Regions from separate parts of the Mus musculus genome. Here all the other regions are linked to region 1. Evidence: chromatin contacts called from public HiChIP or PLAC-seq data. All regions are on one chromosome and are shown on one strand. Each heading gives the region's core, a stretch centred on a gene start, on an enhancer-like site or on the middle of the called end of the contact. The rest is flanking DNA. Distances are from core to core; before and after follow the strand shown.

Region 1 (4,413 bases), core at 495-2,994:
AAGAAGAGAAGACATGAGTCTGAGGGTGAAAAGAAAACTTAGAAGGTTCTACAAGGCCAGGGGAATGTTTCAGACTCACTTCCCTCGTTGCTCCCAGACAGCACCCCCTCCATAGTGGGCAGTCTCAGTCAGGGTGGCCTAGGTCAGTGCTTGCCAATCTTGGGACCCTCAGGAACCCCGCTCACTGAAAACAAACCAACTGCCCCCCCAAGGCTTGGTGTGTTGGAGTTTCTTTCCTTCTTGCCAAAACCTGATTTCCTGTTTCTAAGAAAAAAGCCTTTTAAATGCCCCTTAAAAAGAGGGGTCCCGAGGCAGCGAGAACATCAAAGAACTCTTAGAAAGTGGGTTTTGTTTAGTTAAGTGCACATGGATCAAAAAAAAAATCTGATTAAATTTCCCCTTTTAAGCGGCAAGGCATTTTACTGGACTCTAGGAAAAGGTTTGTGGGGAGCCCATATAGAGTCTTAGAGGCCCCAAGGAGCATTAGACTAGCCCAACATGCTCCCTGCAGATGAGGGGCCAGGCCAGGAGAAAGAATGTGCCTTAACTTGAGGAGTCACAGAAAGCCAGTGTCCAAAACATACCCGTCCTGGTATTTCCCAATAGTCTGATGTGAGTTCTCCTCTGGTTGGAAGTCAGGAGAGGATTTTGGAAGTCAAACATAATTGAAAGTTTAAAACATTCGCAAGGAAGCTAATATGTGTCTTGCTTTTGAGAAAGTATCAAAATCTAAAAATGCCAATAGCAAACCTTTCCTGGGAACTCATTTTGTACTTAGGACACACAGGGGGTGGGGGGAGCATTCACTCAATGTGCAAAGCAAATCCGTCCAATGGTTATGAAAGTACAGGGTTGCCAGAATAAAGAAATGTGGTCAGTTTTTGTCTTAGCATCCTCACAGGAGTCAGCTCTCTCTTGTCACCACATGGGTCCCAGAGATCAGAAGTCCAAGCATCATGACCCCTGAGACAGCACACTGGCCCTAGTTTAAATGTTATAATACACCTCAGCTGAGTGGTGGTGATGCATGCCTTGGATGCTCCAAGTGCATCCCAGCACTTGAGAGGCAGAGGCAGGAAGATCGCCTGCCTGAGGCCAACCTGGTCTACAGAGAGAGTTCCAAGATACCCAGGGCTACATAGAGAAACTCTGTCTCTAAATAAACCAAATAAAATAGTAAGGGTTTTTTGTTGTTGTTTTGTTTTTGTTTTTGTTTTTGTTTTTGTTTTTGTTTTTGTTTTTTAGATATCTCATATACCAAGGCACCCTGACACAAGCCTGGGAGAATCATACTGCATAAAGGAGACAATTGAATCTTAAAGAACTCAGGTCTCCAAAGAGCTTTCTGCCAGTTAGTGGAAGTACCAGCATCGGGACCTAGCTGTAATCTTGGGGATCCATTTTCTCTATTCACCAGCTTCACAGAGACCTTGTGAGGAGCAACCCAAAGCACACACACTGAAGACATCCTGTCAACGCTGTAAAGAATTTAACAGCCTTGAGAGGTTGTCATGTTGAGATCCAAGTTGTTCTGTTTTCCTAAAGTTCTGCTCTGGTTTTTAACAGCAGGATCCCAGAGCCAGGCAGTGACAAGAAGGCTGGGTCTCTCTGCTGAAAAACATTTTCCAAATAAAAGATTTGAGTGAGCACACGCTTGTTTTCCTTGGGCAAATCCCAACCACCCAAATGTTTAATTGGGTGGGAAAGTTTTGATTCTGCTGGTCATTATTGGAGGCAAATGAGGAACGTGGCGCCTTGCTCTCTGACCCCAGCGGGAGGAAGAAAGCCTGAGAACAAATTGGTGCTGTGCTGCCTCGCCATCCCGGAAGCGGCAATTAACTTTGAACTATATGTTGCTCCGTACATCGGCCACTGCTTTATATGGTCGTCGTCACGTGAGTGTTGCCTGCCACGTGTTCTCTGCTTTAGACTTAAGAGAATTCCGAGGGGAGTTTCCCTAGACTTTCCTTCAACAGAGGCAGTCATTTTCCTGAGGACACAAATGCTCCTCATCCGAGTCCGAATCCACCTTCCTCTTTCTCTTCACTACAGTGATTTATCCCAGTGTTATCGTTGAATTGTGTCCCTTCTGGGTTCCCTTTCCCTATATTGAAAAGTGGAGTGGTGGGAATAATGGCTTCTGGTAAAACAGCTCCCTCCCCACTTCCTATTGCAGTTACAAATTCCCCAACTTCTCTCAGCACATCAGAGAAGGACCTGTGCTCACTCGCTTCCTTGCTTCTTTCTTTCCTGAGGCTACACAGGTTTCCTCTCATTTTGATAGCATGTTCCCAGGCACTGGAAGATAGAGACACAGTTCCTGGTTACTATCAGTGCTCGTTCTCAGCTGTATCACAACGGCATCCCTCTCAAAATCCAACTAGGAAAATCAGTCTCAGGATTCTAGAAATGTTGCTCTCTTAGCTCACCAGCTAGGCCTCTTTTCCCTTAAAAATAACATACTGAAGAAGACGGAGATGTTGCTCACGACCCAGCCACGTGGAGACTCTTCAATGATAACTACGAAGTGTCTCTTCAGCAGGCAAAGAGAATAAAAACACTAGTCTTATACAAACTCTTAGGTTTTTCATAACTCATTAGTCTAGCTCCTGATCCCAAACACTGCTGAATAACCATATTCAAAAATAGCTTTCAAAGGAGTCAATTAAGGTCCAAGGGATCAGGATGTTTTTCAACATCAACTGTCTTCATAGAAGGTTGTGATGGTTGCAGACAAAAGGAAGCCTGAGAGAACACGAGGAGGAGAAGGCAGAGACGGCCATCCACAAGCCAACAGGAGAGGCAGCCCAGCCCACACCTCCATCTTGGATTTCTGGTCTCCTGAACTGGGTCAGAGGAATGTCCGTTTTGAAGTCACAAACTACCTCAGCTCTAAGAAACCTGGCTGACATGCCAACTGATGTGAGCGGACACTGATCTCTGTAGGGAAGAAAGTTTTGTATTTGCTAATGAAAGGAATAGCACATAAAACCATCACCACGCTCAGAGATTTTCTAGTCTGAAGGGAAACCAGGACTAGGTTTTTGACTGCGAGAAGCACAGAGCTACGAGGGTGCTGGTCCTCTGTGGCTGGCGTGTTCCAGCTAGGGAGCCAAAGCTTATGAATATCTCCTGTAAAATAATCGACCAAGTACTCAGGTGGGGGGTGCAGAGCCTAGGGGCACCCAAGAGCAATGAACCATTGAGTGAGAAAAGGGGTCAGGGGTCCTGCTGCAGAAGAGACCACCCAACTTGCTCTGAATGACAAGCAGTTGCTTCCTGGGCCATGGTGAGGACAGGCTATTCTAATCCTACCTGGGCCCTGAGTGACCCTGGCTAGCCGTGGCAAGTTCTGTGAAAAAAAGGAGTGGGTCAGAAGAAAGGCAGCTGGGACCAGGTGACAGGGAACGACAGCTGAGCAGAGGGACCTGCAGAGCTGAGCTTGCCCTCACACACAGATGCTAAAGGTCTCCAGCAGGATTCTGCTCATGTCTCCCCTCTCTCTCTTTCCCCAGACCTGGCCTTTCACAGTGATCTGTCTTCATTCTTAACACAACTTATTTCTCGTCACAACTGCACTGTTTATCAACAAGCTTCGGGCTTATCATTTATCAACAGGATAACTAGAAGTTTTCCAGAGGAGCAGACCTGTGAGCTAGTCCACACAGGGCCTTGAGCCAGGGACAAGTCATGTCCATTTTCAGTTCCTCAGTTTCTTCAGCTTTAAAACGAACCCTACTCACCTGTATTCATCCCCTTTCCTTCCTTTTATGACAGAACTGCCACTGGAGACTGTAATCGAAAGCTTCATTTGCAGTTAAATATGGTCATGTGACTAAGTCCAGTTCAGGATGTGTTAACTTTCAGAGGTCATGTCTTAGAGACATGCTCAGTACTTACCATGCCCACAGATCGTTTACCTCCTACTCCTCTTCTTCCTCTTCCTCCTTCTTCTTCTCCTCCTCCTCCCCCTCTTCCTCCTCCTCTTCTTCTTCTTCCTCCTTCTTCTTCTCTTCCTCCTCCCCCTCCCCTCCCCCTCCTCCTCCTCCTTCTCCTCCTCCTTCTCCTCCTTCTCCTCCTCCTCCTCCTCCTCCTCCTCCTTCTTCTTCTTCTTCTTTTTCTTTTTCTTTTTCTTCTTCTCTTTCTTCTTTTTCCTCTTCAGGTTACACAATGGAAACAGCTGGAGCTGTTGCAATGCCTTGCACGCAGATGACAGACTAGCCTGCAAGCCTGTGTTCCTGGCTGTTCCTTTAGAACACAGAAGTCCTCTATCACAGACCACTCACTTTAGGACTATTGTGTAAGAGGAGAATAAATATCTGCTTTACTCAAGTTCATGGAACACCCGGGTCTCTTGGTGGCATCACCTTTAGTTGTGGCCTAGGTGATCTCCAGCCTTATTCTGGAGGTTAT
Region 2 (4,413 bases), core at 578-3,077, 750 kb before region 1:
CTATGAGCCATTTGATGAGTTAATCCAACCAGAGGAGGCGGCTGTGGGAACAGAGATCCTGCATAACAGCTCCTCAGGAGGTCCTGGACTTGGGACTGGGGCTTTAGGCCGATAATCTTTGGTACTGAGCCCTCTATTTGTTGGATCTGGCATTGTGAGTTGGAAGACAGTGTCTAGACAATTCAATTAAAGGACTCCCAGTGGTGCTTCAGACTTCTTGCTTGCTTACAGATGGAGAAAAATCCTTATCACTGATAAGGTCCTGACGCCTTTGATTCTGGTGCAGGGCAAGGAAGTATGCATTGTGTTCCAACACAGTGTGAGACCTAGCCTATAAGACTGGCTCTATAGTCACCCCCTGGGCTCTTCTCCTGGTCTTCAGTTGCTTCTCCTACTCTCCAGATAAGGTGTCCAGAAACATAGACCACACTTCTCTCATTCTTTGTTGTTGCCTTATGTCTTAGAATGGTGCCTACCACATAGTGGACAAGCAATGCTGTAAAAAGCGCTCCCAGTTGGCACTGAATTCATTCTTTGCAATAACTTAAACTAATAATGAAGGCTTTGGCCAACTTAAGGGCTTATATTACAACTTAATGGGCTAATATTACAGCATTTTTACAGAATTGTTCCTCTGAAGGTGGATGAAGATTATTGGCATGGTTATCCAAAACACAGGGATTGAGAGCTGCGAAGTAACTGGGAAAAGAGGCATAGCGAGTCAAAAGAGACGGTTCGCCTTGGTCTCGTTCTTGTTTCAATTTCCTCTTAAAGATGAGGGAGATGAGATAATATTTGTCTGCTGAGCAAACTGACTCAGAGACGGGAAAGTAATGTTTAAAAGCCCTATGGTTATTCCACCCATGAAAATAATGCTGAGATTGCACCAGAGGAAAGCAGGGGGTTCCAGGAGTGGGGCGGGGGTGGAGGGCAGGTTTGCAGTGGGTGAGGAAGAGTTTCTGAAGTTCTGGTCTAATTGATTGCATCCATGTCTGCAATCAAACAAGAACAAGATGAGCAACGGCGGAGAAGAGGGTTTTGGAGGTTGAGAACAAGGACCATGGAACACAGTAGCTCCGAGTAGCAAGAGAGAAAGCTCTGTAAAGTTGGACTATTTGATAGCATGAGGACCCACTCTGCCGTGGTCTGGAGAATCTGTTGGTAATAGTCGGCAAATCCGCGTGCCTTCTGCTCGTTGTCCTTCAGATTCAGGTGACAATGGATAGAGGAACTGGACTGACCAGCTTTGTGTGTGACAGGTACACTCGCCCATTAGATTGTGGCAGCGGGTGGACCTGAAGCTGCAAAAGGAGAGGGATAGAGGGATGGAAAGAGGTCGTGACAGGGCTGTTTCTGAGGCCCTGGGCAGAGTACTTATTTCTCTATCGTCGGTTTTAATAAACACAGATTCCCCTAAGAACATCTGACTTTCCTTTTGTTTTCTTTTCCCTGCAATAGGCTCGCGTGGCACTTCTTACTGTGTGAGGACCCAGCATTTCGGGCAGTTCCTGACGCCTTGGCTCTCTGCCTTCTCCCACCTAGAGAACCTCTCTTTCCCTAGGAAGACCGCTGGGATCCCTGGGCTGCAGGGATCCTCCCGTCGCCCTGAGTGCCTGTCTGTCCTAGGCCTGTGTCCTGCCAGGCTGCCAGGTGGACAGAGAAGCCTTTATTGTCCTCGACTGCTTGGATCTCATCCTGGGCTTCTGAGTTCGGCCGCGTGACTTTAGAATGCAAATACAGTCTGCTTTTGTAGCAGTGTCTTTGTCTGGGGTGCAATCACAGCTGAGGGGATTTTGCACAAGAGCTCCAGCTCCTCCTTTTCGCGGCTTGAGAAAGGCAGGGCGTGGAGACCGCCTAGTGGGCGGGCGGGCGGAACAGGCTCCGCCCAAGGCCATGGGGGTAGCTAGTGGTGTCCCTCAGTCGCTGCCAGGATGGTTGAAGCTTAATATCTTTGTGCCTGGTAGTTTATTATGGGGGTATGCCTGGTCGGTGGAGTTTGGCATTTCCAAGCGGATCGACTCCGTTGCATGCATTTTACCAACACGGTATTCTTATTTTCAGCCACACCTCACGTTTCTGGAAAGACAACTCCCAGCCCTTTCCTGTGTCTGTTCCAGCAATCGGATTAATGTTCCTCCTCAGATGCCCGTGATTCACATATTGCTGTCTCTTTTTAGTCGAAGCAATCGAGACTTGGAGGCTTGAAGTGGCTTATCCAACATCACCAAGATAGTGGGAGCCAAAGTTCAAAATGGACCCCATCTGCCTTCCTTACTCTTAACCTTTTATATTAATCCATCCATGCCATGCCCTCTAGAAGTGCTCAGTGTGGAGGATTAGGGAGACAGCAAGGCAAACAAAGGATAGGTCAAAGTAGGAAGGTAAGTATGTATATGATTCGGAGAAATCCACTAAGGAAATCGACTTTCCCTGGCCACACGTGGTTCAACCCCAGAAGGAACAGGTGCAAAGGGGCAGAGGTCCCGGTACCCACAGAATATAGGAACTAGAAGGCCCTTGGGGAGGGCTCACCCCTTCATTTTACTAAGAAATAAGTGGAGACCAGCGAGGCTTACTAATTATTTAAGATCACAGCATAAGAATGTCGTGAGACTGGGGCTGGACCTCGGGCATCAGGTGTACTGCCCTTTCCCCTGGGCTCTGTCTAGTGGTGTTTGTTTTTTGATATCTCATTAAGACTTGACTTTCTATATTTTTAAATTTTAAAAATAGTTGTCATTGCTTAGGTAAATAAACCTCTCCTCCCCTCTCTCCCCCCCGCCTCTCTCTCTCTCTCTCTCTCTCTCTCTCTCTCTCTCTCTCACACACACACACACACACACACACACACACACACACACACACACACACCAAACTTGTTGAGAAGAAGTTCAATCGGAGGTGGAGAGGGGTAAAAGGAAAATGAGGGTGAATATGATCAAAGCCCATTATATATATATGTGTGAAACTGTGAGAGAATTGGGAATATAGAAGTTCCTTTTTTCTTACTAATAATGGTCACCCCTATGAAAGTGATTTTCCCTTAGCACTTAAAAATGGGCCTTCGTGTATTTTAGAATCCTTTGTTCTTTGTGGTAATAAGTCAACTAAACAGGCACTATTTACAGAGGAGAAAACAGAGACACAGAGAAGCATCTTTCCTAAGCTCCATCTGCACGTTGGAGCCTAGAGCTTGTGCATTCCTGCTCTGCTATAGAGCCAAGGAAGTGAAGAAAGGAGGGGTCCCAGAGGGCATTTAGGACTTAAGATCACAAAGCAAGGGATTGGTGAACACTGGGTACAGAAATCTGAATTCTAGTATTCACCTAAGGAACTGGCTGTAGATGACCAGTGATAGTCAAAGTAAGAGAATGGTAGGCCTGGCATTGAAGACCATGTTTCTCTGTTGAACATAGTTAGATAGGTAATACAGAGAAAGACACATATACAGAGAGCCCCCCCACCCTCTTACTCCCCCACAGATATCCCTACCCCCTACACCACGCATACACACACACACACACCACATACTCAACACAAAACATCATACACACACACATCACACACACCATACATACATACATACATACATGCCACAGAGAAAGAGAGACAGAGATACCACAATATCAACACACACACACTAAACTATACTACACTCCTTGATAGTCTTTCAAATATTCCAAAGACAACCCTGTCTTTGGAGTCTTGACCTTTGCGGGCCAAGTCTGATGTGGGTCAGACCTCATTTCTGCAGCTAGGAATTATCTGCTGTGTGCCTGCCTTAGTGTATGGCAAGGCAGGGCTCAGAACCCGGGTCTCTCTATTGACCCTGTGGTCATTTCCTATCCCACCCATGCCCTAGCTTTTCTCCTGTGGAGCACGTCCTGAGAGAGTCCAAGCATCATCTCAAAAGGCTGTCGGGTGAAGCGCTTTAAGGAGAATCTGCTTGGTAAAACCACTGTAGGTTTGCAGGGGCAGAATGGGAAGTGTGATTCTGGGTCAGAAACTGCTGTGAAAATCTGGGGTTGCATGAACTTGGTTAACACTTCTTAAATATGAGGAAGATCGAGCAGTGAGTAGGCAGAATTATGAATTGGAGATGCAAAAGGAATCTCCCCAAATCTTTCTGTGTGCCAGAAACCCTCAGTGACCTGGCAAATCAGATGCATGAGAGTGATCAGAATTAATGAAATGTCTCTGGCTTGTCTTCACCACTGACAAGGTGTTTCTGAGGGCTTGGCTTCTAGAGAGCACATTTGGGAGGAGACCTGCCACTGGGGACAGATGAGATTTCCTGAGGTCAGGGGCTCAAGCCAGGCTTGCCACTGACTGGCTCTGTGACTGAAGAAGTTACTTCTTTCTGAGCCTTAGTCATCATTCACTCTGTTATGCAATAAACATGTGTTGACTCCT
Region 3 (4,413 bases), core at 1,028-3,527, 720 kb before region 1:
AACAAACACCCAAACAAACAAACAAACAAAAAACCCACGAAGGTCATTCTGTGAGCACACTTGCTAACTGACTCATTCATATGCTAAGTAGTCACGGGCTCTGATCTTCAGATCAGCTTGGAATACTTTGAATTTGTAGGGAATGAATTCCTGTGGGCACACATGATTTCCCCAAGGTCACACAGCCAGTAAGCAATAGGGCAAGGATCTAACTCAAGTCTGTGGTTCGTTGGACCTCCTGTGCCTACCAAGCGCTTAACAGGTGCTCTTTATGTTGAGTGGGAATCCGCTCTAGTTTGTGTGTAGATGTTACGATTCTCACCCCCTGACGGTGCACGGCACGTCTGTTTATTTTCATTCCACACATTTGTTGGCAATGCTGGGAGGCATTTGTGCTCTCTACGTTTTGTTTTGAAAGGTACAACATTTCTAACTTTGTCGAGTGGGTGAGTTCCCAGCTGGAAAATGGTGCTGGCTCCTGTCACCTGCCTCCTAACTCAGAGCACAGATGGATAGGAAGAGCAAGGGCCTTAGAGCCTAAAGAAGTGGGTTCGTGCCTGTAATATCAGCCTGCTCTGGGAGATGTGGCAGAAAAAAAAAAATCACAGGTTTGGGGTCAAAACTGGACAAACTAGCAAGGTTCCATCTCAAAAATAAAAGAATCAAGAAGAGGGCTTGGAGACGTAGCTCAGTGGTAGAGCACTGGCTTAGCACACACAAGACTCTAGGTCCAACCGCTAATGCTGCAGACAAACAGGCAAAGCCAAGCAGGCTGTACTTCAGCTCTTTATGGCGGTGGCTCATGCCGGTCCTCGCTTCTCACTGAAGGTGACTACTTTACTCACATTGTTTTAAGACGATAGCGTCTGACACTAAGGATGAGGTTTTAAAAGGTGGGTAAAGTAGCTGGGTGTCAGAAATAGCTTTGCTGAGGACTCAGGTCAGACAGTGCACATAAATTTAAATAAGGCAAACACAAAAGATATCAACAGCAAAAGAGAAAACAGATGCAGCAGCCAGCCTTCTGTGACAGGAGGATGGCTTAGTTAACAGTGGCAGGATGGCTAAGTTAATGGAGGCACATCAGTTTAACAGAATGCTATGCAGACAATAAAGATATAAAACTTTAACTCTAGCATGCTCCCAGATTCCCAAGAAGGAAGACTGGAGGAAAGCAAGCGAGCACCAGTAGCAACGATCTTAACAGACAGGAGATGGCCTGTGCATCAGTCTGAATGCACACACAGTTTGTCTTTCCATTTCCCAATTCCATAACGAGCAGAAGTTGTTTTGAAAATTAATGCCAAAATATGGCACTCATAAAGGGGCGCAAGGAACCCCTCATTGGCCTAGAGAGCAATTAATGCTCTTTAAAATCCTTTATCTCTGTCTTTAAGCATTATTTGGGGGTGTGGGGTGTCAAAGTGCCATCTCAGGATCCAGCACTCATCTCTTCCAGTTACTGTTTGGAATAGAAAGCTGTGGCAGCAGCAGAGGGAGTACGGGAGTACTTGGTGCGCCCAAGCCAAGGTGTCCCTCTGAGAAATCACGCCACACGACAGACCTGACATAAGGAAGTTTATCATGGATGAAGGGAAAGGAACAGGGGTGGAAAGGGGTAGAGGCAGAGGAGGGAGGGCAAAGAAAGGTGGGGCACAGAAGGAGGGAGAGAGAAAGAGAGAGAGGGGAAGGGGGAGGGAGAGCGAGAGACTTTGTGGGAATGCATGGGAACACAGAGGGTATGGGGGAAGTTAGAGAGAAAGAGAGGTCGGGGTATGGAGCAGCCATCTTCATTCTCTTTCTATGCTGCCATTCCTGGCTCGCACTTGACCGGCAGGCAATTGCTGCACCTGACTCTCAATTGGCCAGCAACGGTGTTGGTGATGCTGTAAACTGTTGCTAGGCCGTTGTTGGGAGGAGCCTAGCAGAATTGTCTGTAAGCCAATCGGGATTTGACTGGGTTCGAAGAAAAAAGCTTGAACAGTATAGTAAAGCTGGTCCCTAGGAATTGCCTGGGCTCAAGCTACCAATTGGATGTGCTGATATGATCTTAAAAACAAAGCCAAAGCCAAACCAAAACAACAACAAACCGCAAACAAACAAAAAATACCTCAAACAAACCAAAGTACCCAACACCCCGTTTAACATGTCACCCGGGAAGTAGGACAATGAGAAAGTGACCTCAAGGAAAAAAAAACTTCACTAGTTGAGGGAAGTTAGCTGTTCCCAGCATACCAGAACAGGGCAGGTGGCCAGAGGAATGCTTGTGGCCTAAAATACCAGTGGGTGATCTGGGGACAAATGAACCTCATGGGTACAGTTTCCAAAGTTAGGTCTCTGATAGCAGTGCCACGGACTTCCTCTCAGACAGCTGTTGGTACCCTTTCTGAGGGACAGTAGGAGAGGGTGGGGAGGAGAGTGTTCTAGAGTTGCCCTGCTTTCCCCTCAGCAGCAATGGCAGAAAGCTAAGGCCCTGGTGAGCCCGTTCTGAGAACGTCATGTTCTCTGCTCCCTTCTCAGGTTGTTCCCAGCATGTCAGAGTGAGCAACTCAAGGTAGGACTCGGTGAGAACAAAAAGACACAGGATTTACGGTGTGCAACGAGCTTTTTGTTATCTTGGAGAACACTTAAGATCTGGCCAAGATCATTGAGGCAGCAAGGCAGGCTTAAAACCAAGGAATCTAAAGCCGAGGGCAAGAACCAGTGACTGTTGAGTCCCAAACCTCCCCATGGACTCCTGCCAAAGGCATGGTCCGTGGATCTGCTCAGCGTGTGCCAAGTGCCAGGCTCTGAAGAAACTTGGATATGCTATTTCATCTGCTAGGGCCGGATGATGTTTTGCCTAAATTAGCGGCTCTCAACCTGGGGGTGACAACCGACTTGGGGATCGACTGACCCTTTCAGAAGGGTTGAATATCAGATATCCTACATATCAGATAGTTACATTGCAATTTATAACATTAGCAAAGTTACAGTTGCTAAGTGGCATTGGTTGAGGGGTCACCACAACATGAGGAACTGTATTAAAGGGTCACAGCACTAGGAAAGTTGAAAATCACTGCTCTAAAGCCTTGTGCTGAGGGTCTCATCTCCAGGGTTTCCATATTTGTCCCTTATTCAGTATGACTGGTGTCTTGTAAGAAAGGGCAACTGGCTTATGTTGTTAGTTCCAGCTCAAGAAGAAGAGGCAGGAAGACCTCTGTACATTAAAGGACAGTCTGGTCTAAGCCATCCAGAGCTGTCTCAAAAACAAAATAAACCAAAACCAAAACCAAACAACAACAACAACAAAATCAATAAGTGTGTGTTCTGTCTTGACCACAGACTTCCAGCCCCAGGGGCTGTGAGAGCGTGTGTTTCTGTGATTTAAGTCACTAGGCTGTGGCACCTGGCTATGGCAACCTTAGAATACACTGTTCTACCTGTTGCCTTGATGGCAAGGAACTGGCTTCAAGTGACAAAGAGAAAGCAGCTGCCAGGAGTGGTGACATAGCTTGGCCCAGGGGTAACAGTTAATGAGACTTGATTAGAAGCCAGTTCTCCTTGGCTGGGAAACCTGGGACTTGAACTTTGCTCTGAGAAGTAAGAGCATTTAAGTGAATGTTGCTGGGCAAACTGCAAATGCTCGCTGAATGAACATGACGTGCCTTGTTTTTGCGGTGGCAGAGGTCAGTCCCTTCATAGAGAACTGCAGACAAAGCCTGGCCCTCAGAGAGAGAATCTTGCCATACTCTGCCCTCCAATATCGGAGGCCTATCTTCCAGCTAGAAAAAGGTGTTTTGTTTTGTTTTGTTTTGTTTTGTTTTGTTTTGTTTTGTTTTGAGGCAGGATTTTTCTGGGTAGCCCTGGCTGTCCTGAGACTCACTCTATAGACCAGACAGGCCTCTGCCTCCTGAGTGTTGGAATTAAAGGTGTGCACCACCACTGCCCAGCTTTGAGAAGGGTTTTGTTTTGTTTTGTTTTGTTTTGTTTTGTTTTGTTTTGTTTTGTTTTGTTTTGTTTTTATCTAACAGGACACTGTGGGGCTGAAAGCAGGGCAAACAAACCTGTTTATTTCCACTTACCTCAAGGAAAGGTTTGACGGCCGGCAAAGGTCTCTCCCAGGCTTTGAATGCTAGGTTACACATCCTGTACCATCCTGGTGACTCTGCTCTCAGGTTCCAGGTGATATCTCCGGGAACTTCCCTGCCTGCTTACAGGCAATCTGATACCATTCAATGCCACCAACACTTATCTACTTTCAGCCTTCCTACACTCTGTCCCTATCCCCGCTTAAAGGTGACTCAGTCCTTAGATGGTGGCTCAGTCACCACTTCCTCTGGAAGTTGTTCTCATCCTGGATCGACTTCTTCCATTACAGGGTGGGTTAGCTGCTGCATTCCTAGCCCCAAACCCTGCTCTGTACTTGGTGAG

What was found. HiChIP or PLAC-seq counts read pairs in DNA pulled down with a chosen protein or histone mark.
Region 2: a contact with region 1 is called in an H3K27ac HiChIP or PLAC-seq map of heart atrium, with 7 times the contacts expected there. The contact joins two enhancer-like sites. A contact is called at or near these places in 3 of 115 datasets of contacts at active chromatin or transcription factors (fibro-adipogenic progenitors, forebrain and heart atrium).
Region 3: a contact with region 1 is called in an H3K27ac HiChIP or PLAC-seq map of heart atrium, with 4 times the contacts expected there. The contact joins two enhancer-like sites. A contact is called at or near these places in 1 of 115 datasets of contacts at active chromatin or transcription factors (heart atrium) and 1 of 9 other capture datasets (embryonic stem cells).

What each region holds. Positions count from the first base shown.
Region 1 is chr4:105,992,842-105,997,254 of GRCm38.p6, forward strand. No RefSeq gene overlaps it. Among named protein-coding and RNA genes, the nearest start is that of Gm30266, 54 kb to the right of the region's middle. Within about 2 kb of position 1,745, at least 9 of the 459 cell types and tissues checked have an H3K27ac peak or open chromatin away from gene starts, as enhancers often do. A contact at or near this core is called in heart atrium, where this site is marked.
Region 2 is chr4:105,244,009-105,248,421 of GRCm38.p6, forward strand. No RefSeq gene overlaps it. Among named protein-coding and RNA genes, the nearest start is that of Gm40217, 73 kb to the right of the region's middle. Within about 2 kb of position 1,828, at least 139 of the 459 cell types and tissues checked have an H3K27ac peak or open chromatin away from gene starts, as enhancers often do. A contact at or near this core is called in heart atrium, where this site is marked.
Region 3 is chr4:105,276,469-105,280,881 of GRCm38.p6, forward strand. No RefSeq gene overlaps it. Among named protein-coding and RNA genes, the nearest start is that of Gm40217, 40 kb to the right of the region's middle. Within about 2 kb of position 2,278, at least 34 of the 459 cell types and tissues checked have an H3K27ac peak or open chromatin away from gene starts, as enhancers often do. A contact at or near this core is called in heart atrium, where this site is marked.